Linked DNA regions of Lactuca sativa: region 2 is linked to region 1. A link is a contact called in public Hi-C data. All regions are on one chromosome and are shown on one strand. Each heading gives the region's core, a stretch centred on a gene start, on an enhancer-like site or on the middle of the called end of the contact. The rest is flanking DNA. Distances are from core to core; before and after follow the strand shown. Region 1 holds the start of LOC111889083 (increased DNA methylation 1). Region 2 holds the start of LOC111889084 (type IV inositol polyphosphate 5-phosphatase 7).

The links. Hi-C and Micro-C count contacts between places; a contact is called where the count stands out from the background.
Region 2: a contact with region 1 is called in a Hi-C map of leaf, with 7 times the contacts expected there. The contact joins the promoter of LOC111889084 here to the promoter of LOC111889083 in region 1. A contact is called at or near these places in 3 of 4 Hi-C or Micro-C datasets (leaf and seed).

The regions. Positions count from the first base shown.
Region 1 is chr7:101,399,862-101,406,174 of Lsat_Salinas_v11, forward strand. It overlaps LOC111889083 (increased DNA methylation 1), which reads left to right and starts at 2,682. Exons shown (of 8, transcript XM_023885216.3): 1 at 2,682-3,990; 2 at 4,067-4,184; 3 at 4,269-4,330; 4 at 5,037-5,275; 5 at 5,371-5,457; 6 at 5,545-5,644; 7 at 5,924-6,137; 8 at 6,228-6,313. The coding sequence starts at 2,683.
Region 2 is chr7:101,769,776-101,775,872 of Lsat_Salinas_v11, forward strand. LOC111889084 (type IV inositol polyphosphate 5-phosphatase 7) reads left to right here and starts at 4,405. Exons shown (of 11, transcript XM_023885219.3): 1 at 4,405-4,942; 2 at 5,062-5,149; 3 at 5,344-5,391; 4 at 5,512-5,596; 5 at 5,693-5,797; 6 at 5,877-6,097. The coding sequence starts at 4,913.

The sequences.
Region 1 (6,313 bases), core at 1,432-3,931:
TAACCTGACCCACTTAGTTTATTTATATCACAGGTGTTGATATGAAGTCACATTACACTAAGAGATTAAGGAGATATAAATCACTAGTGATAATGAATGTAAGTTCTGTTTATGCTTAGCTTTTTATATTGATGATGACATCCCAAATGTTTTAAAATGAATATAAAAAAAATACATTTATTCGAAAATGCTTTGATAACATATTTATCATGATTTTCTGGGAATAAATTCCCCAACATTTTTATTAAAAGTGGTACTCAGATTTTTATAAAGCATAAACAAAATCGGTATTTTCTGGCCGTGAAAATGGGGATGTCACAGGTAATCCGAATCCATACCACATACGTCATTGTCATGTAAGATGTGGTCTTGTAATGCCCAAGATTGGACCCTCGAGGCTACAAATTTGTAGGAGGAAACCTCGTATGTCGAGTACAAACCCAAACTACCGAAACGAATAGGTAAGGAAGCCAGCCGCCACTGAATGTCTCCAAAGAAGGGGCCTACACCTACCACCATATCCTCGATAGACCTGCGCAATCCTTTGTCAAAGAACAAAACTGCATCTTCTATGTGTACCGGCTGGCTTGTCCTTAAACCAAAGAAAAGTTTTGCAATACCCATACATGATTGAAGCAAAAGGAGCTCACTCTGCGGGTCACATAGTTGTGGAAGAAGGCCCATCAAATCAACAACATTGACCACTCTCTTCATGGTCAGCCCGTTAATAAACCCTGCGTCTCTGTTAACAGCCCCCCAAGGAGCTTCACCCCCAAAGAAGGTCTCCCTATATTCGTTGGGAATAAATCGGCACAAAGCTTCCTACCATCACAGGAGGGCCAAAAAATCTCCGTTTTCTTGATGTTCAACTCAAGACCCAAGCCTGGACCATGCAACCAAATAATGCTCAACACTCTAGCCACCTCCTCTGAATCCCTAATGACAGTCCCATCATCTAGATACCAAACATGGAGAAGGAGCTTATAATTGTTTCTAATCTTGTGCACAAGCGGGTGCAAAACGAGGGCAAAAAGAAGAGGGCCCAAGGGGTTTCATTGCTGCACCCAGTGGCAGACCATATATGTTGGTCTCCGATATAAAGTCTCGCTGCTTGCGTGTACAAGAAATTCAACCATAAAGAAATGGAAGGGCACATCTTCTTAACCTCGTGGAGCAATGTTGATATATCCACCAGGTTATAGGCATTCGAGAAATCCACAATCAGCATTACAAGAGACCCATCAACATGGTGTTCACTCAACACCCTATTGACACTGTGTAATACAGCCTCAACACCGCCGGACACACCAACGCTGAACTGAAAATCATTAAGGTACTTGGCCATTTCTTTACCCACACCTTTCATGGCAACCTTGGAAACCAGACATCTCCATATAATGCCTACTGCAATTGGACGGATCCTGTTGTCAGGTTTAAGCAGAGGCGTGAGAGGGGCGAACGTAACAAACTCTGCCAAAATGTTTGGATATCTTCCCGCTAACCATAAATTAACCACTGAAGTGATAGCACGTATGAGATCTGTGACAACATCAGACCCTTCTCCACAAAAGGCATCCGGTAAGTGTTGAGCCCTCAAGCTATCTCTCCCACAATAAGTTTTTTTAGGGAAAGATTTGATGCAACCAAATGCATAGTCATTTTCTTTTTAACTTATCAAATTCATCCAACTTTACTTACAATCTGAAATACATTTTTTTTTACTATTTTGACATTTAATCTTATTTTTGTCTTGTATAATAAAAAATACTAAACATATTTACAGTGATTTCCATAAGTTATAACCCACTTTTATAATAATGAATCAAAATTAAAAAATCCGAGCCATTTGTTTGTGTTTCACTTTTCAGTTTTCACACACGCCCGAGACATCTATCTGATAAATCCCTCGATGTAAACAGGGCTGGATAATCGAAACCTTTCGATCGACGATTACTGCTGGAAATTATGCTTGAAATCGACTAAATTTGAGGTGAAACGAAACTTGGCATTCCGATACATCTCTACGGTTTCGATTTTGTAGGTTTTTTGTTTGCGATATATGTTCTTTCGAAACTTTTGAACCTAGGTCTTGAGAATTTGTGGAATATGAGTGTATCTGCTACATCTGTGTTGATGGAATCATGGCGGAATTTGTTGTTCGTTTATGCTTGATGAGATGAAAGATGTGAGGGAATCCGAGCATTCAGGAGCTGTCGTAAAGATAGAAAGTTCTTATGAACGTTTAATTGTTAAAAATAAGGCAGCATTCGACTTAGGAGTTGTAGGGTTTAGTGATTCCTCTCCTAGGAAAATGTTCAATTCCAATAAAGATAGAAAGAGATCCCGAGTCGTTCTGAGTGATTCCGAGTCAGATGAGTTACCAGACCCACCTCTTCCCCGCAAAGTTCATAAATTCCGAAATACATCGGATGCTTACAGAAGTGGTTTAGTGGAAAATAAAGATCTCCAAACTGAGAAAAAGGTTCACAACAGGTTAGATGATGAGTCCGATGAAGTGGATGAGAGGAGGATGAGGATGGATGTTAATAACGATAGGTTATATAGGCAAAATGGGGACCAAAAGGAATCTGCAAGTGGTAGTGGTAGGATGATAATTCATAGGAAAAGGGATCTTGATTCAGAAAACAATGGTGCCAAAGGTGCAAAAGTAGTGGGTATGCAATGGACAATGATGAATTAGGGTTATCTGTATCAATTAAGAATGAAGAAGACGAGGAAGACCTTGAAGAATCAGTCAGGTTGCAAGGTAAAAATGGTGTTTTGATGGAAAATAAACATAAACAAGTGGGTCTTTCACATATAGGTAACAGTCAGAATCTTGATGGGAAAAGGCTGAGCTTGTCCCATAACATCCATGGTCAACATGAATCTAGAAAGAAGAGAACAGTGATGCAATCAAAGTCAAATGCACCTAAGAGTAACAAGGAAAGCAAGATCAAGCGACCTAATTTCACTGAAAAGCAATTGTTAAGAGAGAAGATTAAAACAATGCTTTTGGGTGCTGGATGGACGATTGATTATAGACCAAGAAGAACCAGAGATTATCTTGATTCTGTATATATTAGTCCTTCTGGAACTGCTTATTGGTCTATAACCAAGGCTTATGATGCACTCAAAAAGGAAGAAAAAGAGAAAGAGAAAGAGAATACGGTAGCTAAGGGAGACTTTACACCATTACCCAATGAGATACTTAACAAATTAACACGTCAAACACAAAAGAAAATCGAAAGAGAACTTGAAAAGAGTAGAAGACATGAAGACAACATTAGGAAGCCTAAAAGGGTAAAAAAGTCTACACAGTTTAGATCCATTGACCAGAACAAAGAGAAGCTTGACTGTTATCTGAAGGAAGCAAGTGAAGACAGTAGTGGCTACTCAAGTGATGATTCTCCTCACAAGGAAACACCTCAGAAAGATGGTGTTCATGCTCATACTAATCCCCATAATTTACATGAAAGCAAAAGCCGAATGATTGGCAGAAGAACATTGGTTGTTCGTGGATCTGAAAAGGGTTTAGATTCAGAAAAGAATGATTTTATTCCATATTCAGGAAAAAGGAACTTGATTTCATGGTTAATTGACTCTGGAATGGTTTCTGTGGGTGAAAAAGTGGAATATAAGAACCTTAGAAGGACACGTGTAATGCAAGAAGGATGGATAACTGAAGATGGAATCCATTGTGGTTGCTGTAGCAAATTGGTGACAGTTTTGAGATTTGAACTTCATGCGGGCAGCAAACTCGGGCAGCCATTGAAGAACATTTTTATCCAATCGGGTAGGTCTTTAATGGAGTGTCAGATAGATGGTTGGAATAAACAAAAAGAGTCAGAAAGAAAAGGGTTTCATGTTGTAGATGTTGAAGGTGATGATCCTGATGATGATACTTGTGGTTTATGTGGAGATGGTGGGGATTTGATCTGCTGTGATGGTTGCCCATCAACTTTTCACCTGAGCTGCTTGGATATGCAGGTAAGATTTGAGAAAATTACATAAATAGTCCCTATGGTTTCTGATTTTTACCATGTTTAGTCCAAAATTGTTTCAGATGCTTCCGGAAGGTGATTGGCATTGTCCAAATTGTGCATGCAAATATTGCAATAAGGACAGTGGTAGAACTGGAAGTTCCAGTTCACTTCTTACATGTCGCCTTTGTGAGAAAAAATGTAATATAAGGAGCCTTTAATTTTTGTTTATGTTTGTTTTTTAGGGTTTTAGGTTTGGTTGAAAGACAAGTTTTACTCTTGCAGATCATAAATCATGCAGTGGTGAGATGGATATGTTTTGTTTCTGTGGGAGAAAATGCCAAGAGGTATTAAAGTTCCAATTTTTATGGATCTTGATGAATATGACTTGGATTGAGACTTTATATGCTGAAAACTAGAGTTGTGAAAGGTTCCCTTCTAGGGTTATTCTTATTCCCAATGATGTGGATGAAGAGGGCATTAACGTCTTTTCCACTTTGAGAGCTAGTCTATGTCCCACCTTTTTGGTCCCTTAAGTTTAGTTAAAAAGTTAATAGCCCATTGATGTTTGGGCTAATAGTTCATTTTCTTAACAGTTTACACATTTGGTCCCTTAAGTTTTAAAAAATGACAAAACATACAAAATCAGGAAAAAAACAAAAATAGGGGTGTTTTTGTCATTTCACAAACACTTGACAAAATCTGTTAACAAAGTTAGTCATAAGGACCATTTGTGTGCAAGGTTTACTCCATAGGGATCCTTCATGCAAAAAAGATCTCATAAGGACTTTTTTCGGAACAAAATGAAAACCATAAGGACCATTTGTGAAATTTTGTCTAAAAAATATACCCAATTATACCATTATACTTCCTTTTTTTTTTTTTTTTCTTATTAGCACATTATGCTTTAAAAAATCTACTCAATTATAGTAACGAAAGTTGCATTAGGTAATTTTTGCAAGGTAAAAAATGCTGTAATATGAAGAAATGAAAGTACATTGCTATTTCTTGCATTTAATCGTGTTTCAATAACAAAATCCAATACTTTTGCAGCTATACACACGCTTACAGAAGCTTCTTTGGATGAAACATGAATTAGATTCCGGATTCTCATGGTCTCTTATCCATCGATCTGATCTATTACCCGACATGTCATCCTTATATTTCTATCAAAGAGCCGAATGCATCTCCAAAATAGCAATTGCTTTATTAGTCATGGATGAGTGTTTTTTGCCTATTGTTGATAGGAGAAGTGGGATCAATCTAATCCATAATGTTGTTTATAATTGTGGGTAAGTTTACTTTTAGCCCATATTTACATTCAAATTGTACAAAATCTCCGTTTATTTATCTTACATATTTGTTTTTATAAAATTTCTTCTTATAGATCAAATATTAGCCGGTTAAACTATAGTGGCTTCTTCACAGCCATTTTGGAGAGGGGCGATGAAATGATATGTGCTGCATCAATCAGGTAGTGAAAATTGAAAAAGACGTAAATGCCCTTTTTTGTGATTGGACCTTGTGAACTTATATTTGATAGATATTATATGTGCCTTAGGATCCATGGAACCCAACTAGCTGAGATGCCTTTTATTGGGACCCGCGATATATACAGACGCCAAGGGATGTGTCGCCGCCTATTGCATGCTATTGAATCCGTAAGCATTTTTTTTTTGGGTTAAATTCAAGAAATAGCAACCTACTTTCATTTATTTCTTTATTATTATTAATTCATTGTACTTTGAAAAAAGTGAAAAAACTACTTTTTAGCACATTGTACTTTTTCTTATTAAATATTGGACTTTGAAATATCTACTCAATTATAGCATTGAGTAGATTTTTCAAAGCACAATGATCTAATAGGAAGTAACAAAAGTAGGATATTATAATTATAATTATAATAAATAAATAAAGAGAAGTACATTGCTATTTTTCAGGCTCTCACGTCCCTCAAAGTAGAGAAATTGGTTATTCCTGCCATTGAAGAACACATGGATACATGGACTAATGCTTTTGGGTTTAAACCACTTGAAGAATCATGCAAACAAGAAATGAAGTCATTCAATATGATGGTGTTTCCTGGAACAGATATGTTGCAAAAGCAACTAATAAAAAAACGCACTCTAGAAACCAACATGACTTCAAAAAAAGGTTTAGATTTAAATAGAAAATTCTTAATTCTTTTTTTTTTCTATTGAATTTTATTCCAAACACAGTGATAGATTATGATTCCTTTGACAGATTCCATTCCTTCCAAAAACATTCTACGAACCAAACGCCCCGTGAGTTTCTTTAATGGTGGTGTAGGCAAGAAGGGTGTTGAGGTG
Region 2 (6,097 bases), core at 3,155-5,654, 370 kb after region 1:
GTATAGTTAAGGTTTACCGCTCATTAATACTATTACCATGACACTTACTATAGTTAGTACTGTTATGAGTCTATACATTTTAAATACTATACAAAGAGAATACCATATACTATACAAGAGAACACTCAATATACTATACCAAAAAGTACATTATACTATAATACAAGAGAATATACTAAAACAGAATGTGACACACTATTCCTCGATACGACACTTCATTGTGCCATCACCGTGTAACCAGAGTCTCCTGGAGGGAGAGCGGGCATTATGTGTATAGATCTATACGGGACAGACACTCCCACATCCCGACTGCTAGCCACAGTCCGAGCCGACTAGGCCCAAGGGTGACAAAATGTCACCACACTACGTGTGACCTGGAGGGTCATCAGTTATTCGATCGTCAATCATCATGGTTATATACGAGTTCACATTCGGACCTTTAATTAACACATTAAGAGTTAAAGGCAAAACAGACTCCCGGAGGTGTATTGTACATTTAATACTACCTGGAATCTGCATTTTTATTTCATATAGTCGGCAGTGACACTGCTGGGGTAAAACATTATTTTCTCATTTACTTTACATGAATGAAGTCTAAAACTATATTTTTATAACTGGTATTCTCATTAGGAAAACTTTTACACACTCAAAGGATCAAACTTACAAATAACCGAGTCTTGGTAGAAGACTACTTTTACTAGAAAATATAGGATTTTCTAGGGATCACACTATTTCAAACTTTGATAACAGCTTTTATATTACACAAGCAATGACACTAAATACTTATGAACTCACCAGCTTTATGTTGATACTCATTTTCAAAATAACTTGTATTCTCAGGTCATCAGTAGACAGGTACAGATGCAGTTTTTGAGAAGATGGAGCACATACAAGACTCCTCTTTATTTTGATTATACTTTTGGTGTCTAACAAACTGTACAGAACACGCTTGTACTATATTTATTATATTAATGCAATGGATGTTGTTGCTTGCTTTTACTATTATGCATTGTTATTATACTGTACATGACGTCCTCCACCCCAGAACGTATTTTGTCGTTCTCGGTTTTGGGGTGTGACATACCGATTAGTGTGATTAGGTTCACGTTCGCTATTACTAATCCTTAGAAAACAAATTAATTCAAGCGGTGATCAGTTGATCAAACCAATGAGTTTCCTAGTTTATTGATTCGGGTTAAGTAAGACTTGTAATTAGCTAATCAAATTGGTGAATCAATTAACCTCTTGTTGATGGTGTATCACACAAGCTCACACATTAATTTACCTATCTTCTAGTTAATTCTAGTTTCACATCCGTTATTCCTAGACATATAACTATGTGGTCACATAAATCATATGAAATTTATAACTAAGAGATGTTCATACAACTTAATTATTGATTTATTAACAGAGAATAGTTGTTATTAACATATGAGGTTCTTTAACAAGCTTAACAAAACAATATCACCAATTAAAATTAATCCTAGCCATAAAATCAAACCATAATCACAAAATCATCTATCCTAAACAGAAGGTATGAGTTTTAGCTCATGATTACAACAGAAACAAGCTCAAAAACGAAATCAATTGGTAAAAACATAGTTCAAACAAGAGATTAGGTAAAGAGTAAACTTGATTTTGCCTTGATTCTCCTTAAAATTGAATGTAGGGTTGATTCCGTCGCTTCCCACGCTCCAGCAGCACCTTTAGTCGACAATTGGCCTCCAAGGGTTCATCTATCTGCTAGGGTATCGGGAAGGAATGCCCTTTATATAGATTTTCATAAAACATAGGTGACTCGTCGAGTCCAGTGACCTACTCGGCGAGTCCGTCACTTAAAACCCATGTACGGCAAGTCAACGACTCCAGAATCACAAAAGTTCAACGTGACTCATCGAGTCTGTTTGGAATCAGCATTTTCTCAAAACACGAAAGTTTTCCGAAATTGTGTCTAGTTTTCAGAACATTTTGAATCTCGTCAATCAGAGTTACAGTTCATGAGATATAACCAAAACACTGATGAGGGGTCAAGTTGTCCAGCAACATCTTTCTATCTTCAAAATCCAAGATCCAAGCCTCCAATCACTAGTTCTACTTCCTTTTCCATCCGAACATGTCATTATTGCTAAAATGAAATATTTAAGTTAATTAAGCACCTTTAATTCATTAAATGAGATAAAATCAACATAAAGTATTAAGATAATGCATGAATTTTATAACTAAATATGTCCATATCAATATATAAATACACACACACACACACACACACACACACATATATATATATATATATATATATATATATATATATATATATATATATATATTCATCTGAGACCATGCTTATTTTGTGAGACATGAGGACGCGATCCTAGCCACTCATATTGGATATCAAAAAAATTAAAAAATTAAAAATTAAATGCAAAATAATAGAAAATTCCAAAAATTCTTTTTTTAAATATTATATTCATTATTTAATTTATCCAAAATAAATAAATAAATAAATAAATAAAATTAAAAAAGCATCGTTGTTTTTTAATATGAGTGAAATATTCAAATAGAATATTACACTGTAAATAATCAAATCGAATTTTTAGAATGTTAGAATATTCTAATATTCTACTAAAATTGGTGTATATGTTAAAATATTCTAATATTCTACTTGAATTTTTAGATTTGTTAGAATATTCTAATATTCTATTAGAACTTTTTTTAATATTTATAGTTTAATACTCTCGCATAATATTATAACATTCTAAAAATTCAATTTGAATATTTAAAGTATCATATTCAGTTAAAATATTTCATATATTTTTTGAAAAAAAAACAGTAATTTATATATTTATTTATTTAGAATAAAAAATGACGGAAATAATATTTTTTAAAAAAATGAAAATTTTCATTTATTTTGTATTTTAATTTTTTATCTCCAAAATGAATGGCTAGGATTGCACTCTTATGTCTCACAAAATATGATGGTCTAATATGATCCTAACTATATATATATATATATATATATATATATATATATATATATATATATATATATATATATATATATATATATATATATATATATATACGGGACGGTTCACTTGAGATTAAAAAAAATAGAGATTATTTGTCGTTCTAATGCTCCAGCGTACCGGCAACAACGGGGTATGCCTAATCATAAATGATTATTTGTCAGAGAGGTATAATCATATAGGGTTATACATGTTTATCCGTATATGCCTAATCATAAATGATTATACATATATGTCTGTTTACAGATTGAGTAATCATAAATGATTATGACAGTTAGTGAAGAGGTGGTGGCGACAGATGTGACAGTAGTATAAGTAACGGGAGTGATAGTGGTGGGGTCGGTTGGTGTTAAAGGTGTGATAGTGATGGTGGTGGTGGCGGTTATGATGGCGGAGGAGAAAGGAACAGGCGCCACTGTATAATCATTTATGATTATACTAGACATGTCGCGCCGGTATGCCAGAGGGTTAGAGCGACAGATGTAAAATATGTAGCCGAGATTGAATCGTAAGATCTCTATTTTATTTTAATTTCAACGGCATATATATATATATATATATATATATGTATATATATATATATATATATATATATATATATATATATATGTATAAGGCTATGTTATTTTGTTTATTACATTTATTGTGTGCTAGAATGCACCAATAGAATTTGAGTAAATTAGATAATTATTTAACTAAATAAATATAGATATTAAATGATTTCCATAATTATATGTATATTAAATGATATCCATAATTATAATTCTCTTTTATGGAAACTAATTAAATCCGTCATTAATGTCAGCAATACCATTCTTTCAGAATGAATTCGCATCTAGGTTTTTATATATGAGTTCGTATTTTGTTTCAGGACTCACTCACTTAAAATACAATAAATTTGTATGGAATATGAAAAACGATAGTGTATTCTACTAGAATACACTCTAATTCTGCTGAAATACACTCTCATTCTTTTAGATATGAATTCATTCTCAAAGAATATTATTGTTAACATTAATGATGAATTTAATTAGTTTCCATAAAAATGATTTATAAGTATGGATAGCATTTAATATACATATAATTAATACTAAATTCCTATTGATGCATTCTAGCACAATAGATTTGAGAAACATTTAAATCTCTCTCTCTCTCTCTCTCTCTCTCTATATATATATATATATATATATATATATATATATATATATATATATATATATATATATATATATATATATATATATAAGCAAAATTCAGTTTTAAAAAAATATCTTTTATTAAAAAAAACTAGATTTTTATATATAAATTTGTCATAAATATAGGGGAGGTTGCATTAAATTACATATATTCTGTTTTCATCCTTTCTCCATTATCTGTAATTTGCTTTTAACTTTGGTTGGAAAACCAAATGGCCACCGTATTTTGTTGGTGATCCCATTGATTCACAGGGCAGCTGTTTCCGGTCAGTTGACCCACTTTGCCCCCACCACCTTGGGCCGGCCCTGAGAAACATTGCCATTCCTCTGTCCTTCCCTGCACTTTATTCCATTCAAAATCCTCGATTCCTTCTTTTGTTGCTGCGAAGAACGAGGGCATGTCTGGAGAAAGAAACTCTCTCACTTTAATGTTTGCCTCGGAATCTAACTAATCTCACTTCCACGCATTAAAGAAGATTGTCCCTCTTTGATCCTCGTGCCCTTAATTTCTCTGGGTTCCCTGTCTTTATTACATATAAAGATTTCATATCTACACACGCCGCAGCAGTTATAAGGATCAACATTGTGTTAATTAACTCAGGGGTTTGCCGACAATACGTGTTTCTGAACCGAGGAGGGTGAATTGGTTTCGAGTAGATTTCAGTCTGCATGAATTGGTAGGGAGAAGAAATGAGGGATGCGAATTCCAAAAGCAACAAGGTTTTAATTTTACTTGATTGTTGATTCTAATTCATTCATAAGATGAACTTTTTCGAGTTTAATTCTTGTTTTACTGTATGGGTTTTTGTGGCTGATCGTTGTTTTTCTCGTCTTTGAAGTTCTCTTGGTCGAAGAAACTGGTCCGAAAATGGTTCAATATCAAGAGCAAAACCGATGAATCTCAAACCGATAATGTTGTTTGTGGAGGTACGTATCTAATAGGCGAAATATTTTCAAACAAAGTCACTAATTTTGTTGTTTCTTATTTGCACACCAACTGTTTGTTTCAATTCTTCTTCCAAAATTTCGGTAATCATTTCATGTTTAAGAAAAGAGAAGCAGGTAACTGTTTCAATTTCACTAATTTGGTAACTGAAAAGCTTCATACTATATGATCACAGGTAGCTTCTGTGAGAGGGAACCCCCTGCAATCAAGAAAACCAAAACAGGTAAAAAAAATTCTCAACATACTTTTTTCTCGATACAATCAAAGTCATGAAGTTAAACAATCCATCATTCATTGATTGGTGAAATGATTAACATATGGTATATATCACTTCAATGAACAGAAAAATCCAGCAGGAGTACAGAAGCTCGTAGGTGGTCAACAGTTGATCTTGACCACCCTCAGATCATAAACATACAGAACTATAGGTATCCTTAACTCATATTTATTCCCCCTTTTTGACTTTCCACTTATGATTTCTAATAATCATTTACTTATTTTCGACCTTTGAATTCTTGAAACAGCATTTTTTCAGCTACATGGAACGTAGGAGGAAAATCCCCTTCCAACAAAATGAATCTTGATGATTGGTTACATGCTGCTCCTCCTTCTGACATTTACGTTCTTGGGTATGATTCAAGTTTCTATTTTGACTTATGAGATTTGAATTCTAGATAACTAACTTCAATTCTTGATTTATACCTTCAGATTTCAAGAAATAGTTCCTCTAAATGCAGCCAATATTTTAGGAGCTGAAGACAACGGCCCTGCAAAAAGATGGTTATCTCTAATACACAGAACCCTAAACAACCGTCCAGGTGGCGGAAACGGGTGCTACACACCTTCACCTGTTCCCGATCCGGTGGCTGAATATGATGCTGATTTTGAAGGATCAACAAGACACAAAAACTCCTCATTTTATCATCGTC